2 separate regions of the Mus musculus genome follow, and region 1 is linked to region 2. Evidence: chromatin contacts called from public promoter capture Hi-C data. All regions are on one chromosome and are shown on one strand. The core of a region is the stretch at or near the end of the contact, and the rest is flanking DNA. Distances in the headings are between cores, read along the strand shown. Region 1 overlaps Crispld2 (cysteine-rich secretory protein LCCL domain containing 2). Region 2 overlaps Usp10 (ubiquitin specific peptidase 10).

Region 1 (2,700 bases), core at 91-2,590, 110 kb after region 2:
ATGAAGTGGATGATGGGGTCCAGCAACCCTGGCTGCTCTCTCCAGTTGTTCCAAACCCTGAAAAATGGGTCCTTTTTACAGGAGTAGGTAGCTTCATTTCTAGAGTCACCTGAATTGGCTTTCAAAGGAACATGAAGCCCTCACACATGTTCCCTTCTCCTGACACAGTGGGACTCTTTAGTCCATACCCACTCCTGTGGCCTCCTCCACACGGGAGGCCCTCATGTTCCCAGTCACTGGATCCATCAAGTAGTGCGAAGCTGGACCCCTGTCCTGTGGTGTAGGCCTGGCCACCTGGTAGGACAGACAGAAGCGAGACCCAGGCGAGAGAGCAGGTCACTTTTGTCAAAGTATAAGAAGCTTGGGCCCTTCTTGGCCACAAGGCTCCAGCAGACATATTTGGGCATGGCAGACATGTTTGTCTTCCTCCAGCATCCTTGATGCTTGAAGTGACGTGACTGGGAGGTCTTGGTAGCCTGTCCCAGTGAGTTGCAGGAACTGGTTTCAGATCCAGTAACTGCTGAGACCCTAGAGGGGTTAGAGGTGGTCCCAATGGTCATTAAGTTATAGGACATTCTGTGGCCAGTGTTTTCCAAATAGCACTTTATTTCTAATTAAAATAATTTTTATTTATCTTTACATTGTGTGTGTGTGTGTGTGTGTGTGTGTGTGTGTGTGTGTGTGTGTGTGTACTCATGTTCCACAGCAACATGTAAAGGTCAGAGGGCAACTTGCAGGAGTCGGTTCTCTCCTCCACATGTGGGTCCCGGGGATGGAACTCAGATGGTTAGGCTTGGCAGCAAGCCCCTTTATCTGATGAGCCATCCCACTGGCCCCCGTTATTTTCATTTTGTTCATTTGAGATAAGGTCGCATGTAAACCAAGATGGCCTCTGACTCACTGTGGAGCTGAGGATGTCCTTGAACTTCTAATCTTCCCGCCCCGACTTCCCAAGTTCTAAGGTTATTAGGCCCATGGTACCACTCCTTGCTTGGCAAACAGCATTTTAAGTCCTGAGTGGTAGGGGGTGCTACCCATGCTAGCTGATGTGACAGCTTTGATTTCACAATGGTCTTCTTGGGGAAGGAGGTTTCCTGGAAGTTGTGAAAGGTGGGTGTGGGGCGTGAGTCTCCAGGACAGCCTGTTCTCTCCCAGTCTTGTGGCTTACATGGGCTGGGCAGCATCCTCACAGAGAGCAGGCACCAGCATAGATGTCTGCCAGGCTCAGGCTCTTCCTAAAGCAGGGCAACGGGGCATTCCCAGTCACCTGCCCTGCACAGTAAAGTATCGGCAGGGGGTGTGTTCAGACAGGCTTTTGCCTGGCTGTGGAATTGTTTAGTCAACAGTATGAGCAACTCTGACCTGGGCTGAGGAAGGGCATGGGTAACAGAGATAATCTCTACCCTAAGGGTCAACAGACACACCGGGAGCGCTACAGGCCCCAGCAGCTCCAGTAGCCTCTGTAAAAAGTGTGGAGGTGTTTGCTGCATTTGACTTTAAGCCCAGGGCTTCAGATGTCTCTCAGGAGCGAGTGCTTGGGCAAACCTGGATTATCAAAAGTGCAAAATGAGGCTCAGAGAAAGAAAGGGAGACAAATGGGGTCTGCTTGGGGGTCGTTTTGGTTTGGTTTGGTTTTGGGTTTATTTTCCTTTTCGTTTTCCCTGAGGCAGGAGCTCATTATTGCATCTTAAAAAGCTCAGGCTAGCCCAGAGCTTGTGATCCCCCTGCCTCAGGCTCTCAAGTGCAGACTCTGACAGTCTTTGTCAGTACTGGGGTGAGACTTGGTCCAGCACATACACATCTGTCTAGGGGGAGAGCTGCATGTGTGCATAGGGACAATAACAGCACAATCCCCCATCCTCTCTTCTCCCTCCCTCCCTCCCTCCCTCCCTCCCTCCTTCCCTTCCTCGTTCCCTTCCTACTCTGACTTGAACCCAGGGTCTCACCACTCTAGACCAGCACTCTCATTCCGGATCCACATCTCCAACCCCTCTTTTTTACATTGTAATTTTGGGACCATTTCTTCCTTAGTATCACGGGCTGAACCTGAATACACTTTGTAGCCCAGATAGGGCTTGGACCAAGGATCCTCCAACCTCAGCCTCCCGAGTAGCTGGGAAGAGAGGCCTGCACAGCAGACCCAACTTCAGCATCTCTTAGCAATTAGAAGGCAACCCTTTCCTTTCCAAGGCCAGAGTCAGGGACCTCTGTGTCCCAGGACTCCATGACTCCGGCTGCCAACCCATGGAGGCACAGGTTGTGCTGCACCAGAAGTAGCTGTCCTATTGCTCACTCCAGGCAGTGCTAGAAGGTTCCAAATGGCAAGAGCTCTTCCTCCCAGATGCTAGCACTGCTGGGCTGCCCTGCCTGCCCTGTAGAGGTCTGGTTCCAAGGCTCTCTGCAGAGACCCAGGCCAGCTATGCTCTGGCCTTCAAGAAGGCATCCCTGCCTCTCTCCTCTTTTGTCCTTCGTAGGATTCAAGAGGCTTTAAAAAGAGGTAGTAAAAACAATGTGTGTGTGTGTCCTTGGAATATGTGTGTGTTCATGGAGTGTATGTGTATCTATGGAGTGTATGTATGTATGTATGTATGTATGTATGTATATCACAGAATTTGTTTGTCCATGGAACATGTTTGTATGTGTACCATGGAGTGTATGTGTGCCACAGTGTGTGTGTGTGTGTGTGTGTGTGTGTGTGTG
Region 2 (2,700 bases), core at 43-2,542:
ATTGGCAACACTATATTTGTGTGCTTATTTCTAGGGGCTTCCTGGTTGGCGAAGTGGGTTCCTGAGGGAGTCCCTGGTGGTGTTTCACATTCCCATAGATCCCTTTCCCACCATTTATCCATCCATTCATTCATTCATTCATTTATGGCAAGGACTCAGGGCTGTGACTCAGAACTTAAGTAGATCAGGTTGGCCTTGAACTCATAGAGACTCACCGTCTCTGCCTCCCAAGTAGTGGGATTAAAGTGCACCACTACAACCAGCTTTACCCTGGAATTTAATTGTGTGTGTGTGTGTGCAGTGTCCCCAGAAGCCATAGCTGTCAGATCCCCTGGAGCTAGAGTTAGAGGAGTTACAGGCTGAGGTGAACTGACCATGGTACCCCTGTAAGATGAGGCCTTCTGACTGAGTAGAGGAGGCAGCTGGAAACATTACCCGGTGCAGGCTGCCCCTGAAACCTAACTATGTATCTCAAACTGAATTCATAGTGAATTCCTGCCTCTGCCTCTTGACTGCTGGGGTTCCAGGTAGAGACGCTGGGTCGGTCCAGTCCTTTTGTATTCTGAGCAGCTGTATAACTAACTGGAGAAAGTGATCCACTTGGATAGTTCTGCTCATGGTGCTTGCTGTATCTGTTGGCACAAGGGAAATTCTCAGTGAAGCTGTAGTTTATTGGGTGAAGGATGCTACACACCAGAGAGCAAAAGTAATCATGTTTTTGCCAAGGCAGCCATTCCACAGTTGTACTCTACGGTGCAAGCTGGCCTCACACTCAACAATCCTCCTGACTCCACTTCCCGAGTACTGAGGCTGCAGGCGTGCATCACATACCTGTCACAGTTTCACATTCTTCTCTCTTATCCACATCCCAATTGCAGTGTCCGCCTTGACCTATCTCCTGCCCCCCCTGCCTACCCTCCAAAAGAACAGGCCTAGGAACATCAGGCTTACGCGGCATAACAAAGCTACATTAAGATCAGACACATAGCATCACATCAAGGCAACCCAGGAAGAAGAGAAGGCAAGAGTCAGGGTCAGCCCCTCATTCCCCATTGTCAGGATTCCTACAAGAAGACCAAGCTACTCTCCATAGCATATATACAGAGTCAGACCCTGAGAGACTCGTGACCTCTGTGAGGCCCCGTGAGGCCCAGTCAGTTGATTCTGTGGGCCTTGTTCTCCTAGTGTATCCCCAGCCCCTTTGGCTCCTCCAGGCTTTCCTCCTGCCCCTGAAGGACTCCCAAGCTCTGCTCAGTGTTTGGCTGTGGGGCTCTGCATCTGCTCCCATCAGTTGTGGGGCAAAGTCTCTTGGTCTTTTTAATGACAATTCTGTTAAGCACTGGCCCCAGAGTCTGCAGGCAGGACAAACTGTAGGTCAAAGGTTTTATGGCTGGGTTGGTGTCCCGATCACTCCACTCCTGGCCTTGTCTGGTTATATAAGATGGCCGGTTCACGATCCATGTTCCCCATCATGGAGTCTTCGCCAGGTTCCATGGGGTTCCCACTGCACTAGATTTCCACCTCAGCCCAATTCCAGTCATTTCTCCCTCCCAACCCCACCTGCCCTGTTAAGCTGGTTTTGGTTTTTTTGTTTTGGTTTTGGTTTTTTGAGACAGGGTTTCTCTGTAGCCCTGGCTGTCCTGGAACTCACTCTGTAGACCAGGCTGGCCTTGAACTCAGAAATCCGCCTGCCTCTGCCTCCCAGGTGCTGGGATTAAAGGCCAGCATTGCCTGGCCCTGTTAAGTATTTTTACATTCATTTGTGTGTGTGTACGTGTCTGAGTATGTGTGGGAATAGAGGACAGCTTGTTGATTTTTCTCCTACTGGGCGGGTCCCTGGGATGGTAGCAATCTGGCAGCCAAAGTAGGTAATAGTGTGTGCTGGAGGTGGTGGTGCAGGCACACACTTATCCCAGCTCTCAGGAAGCAGCTGCAGGTGGGCCTCGTGTGTATGGGGCCTGGTTCGATGGGAGACCAAATAGAACTGCTTTGTGGAGTCACTTGCAGGAATTAAACTCAGGTTGCTGGACTTGTTCAGTAACCTTTTTATCTGCTGAGCCATCTCACCAGACCCTAAAGAAAAATGCCCTAAATAGACTCAATATACAATGATAGTAAGGCTGGAGAGGTGGCCCAGTGGGTAAAGGTCCTTCCTGCCAAGCCTCATGACTTGGCTTCAGTCCCCAGGATCCTTATTTATTTATTTATTTATTTATTTATTTATTTATTTATTTATTTCGAGACAGGGTTTCTCTGTGTAGCCCTGGCTGTCCTGGAACTCACTTTGTAGACCAGGCTGGCCTTGAACTCAGAAATTCGCCTGCCTCTACCTCCCGAGTGCTGGGATTAAAGGCATGTGCCACCACACGTGGCTGATGAATGAAAATTTTAAAGAAGTTTAAATGAAATTGTCATATTGCCCCAGTGATGGAAACCGTTAGCCTGACGTCCTATTCTGCTGTCTCAGAAGCCCCCTCCTGAGGTCCCGGGAGCAGGAGTGTTGGGAGCCCTTGCTCAGCACTGTTCACTGTCTCTGCCCATCACAGCACCTCACTGTGCTCGTTGCTGGTGCCATTAACAAGTCTTGCTGGAGGTCGGCTGATGGTTTTGAGAAGAGCTGCTTAGCTGTCTGCCTTACAAAGTCTGATGGTGGGAATGTTGGTAGCTTGTGTTGATCAGACCTCCGACCGAATAGTCCCA

Evidence for each region. Promoter capture Hi-C pulls out the DNA fragments that hold promoters and counts their contacts.
Region 1: a promoter capture Hi-C map of liver shows a contact between it and region 2, with 1.7 times the contacts expected there. The contact joins two enhancer-like sites. A contact is called at or near these places in 5 of 39 promoter capture datasets (the HPC-7 cell line, cranial neural crest, frontonasal cranial neural crest and 2 more), 3 of 484 Hi-C or Micro-C datasets (the HL-1 cell line, cerebral cortex and nephron progenitors), 5 of 115 datasets of contacts at active chromatin or transcription factors (the HPC-7 cell line, VIP interneurons, effector CD8 T cells and 2 more) and 3 of 9 other capture datasets (adipose tissue, liver and pancreatic islet).

The regions. Positions count from the first base shown.
Region 1 is chr8:120,041,786-120,044,485 of GRCm38.p6, forward strand. All of the region lies in intron 14 of Crispld2 (cysteine-rich secretory protein LCCL domain containing 2), which reads left to right. Among named protein-coding and RNA genes, the nearest start is that of Crispld2, 51 kb to the left of the region's middle. Within about 2 kb of position 1,341, at least 24 of the 459 cell types and tissues checked have an H3K27ac peak or open chromatin away from gene starts, as enhancers often do. A contact at or near this core is called in liver, where this site is marked.
Region 2 is chr8:119,932,514-119,935,213 of GRCm38.p6, forward strand. All of the region lies in intron 2 of Usp10 (ubiquitin specific peptidase 10), which reads left to right. Among named protein-coding and RNA genes, the nearest start is that of Usp10, 24 kb to the left of the region's middle. Within about 2 kb of position 1,293, at least 6 of the 459 cell types and tissues checked have an H3K27ac peak or open chromatin away from gene starts, as enhancers often do. A contact at or near this core is called in liver, where this site is marked.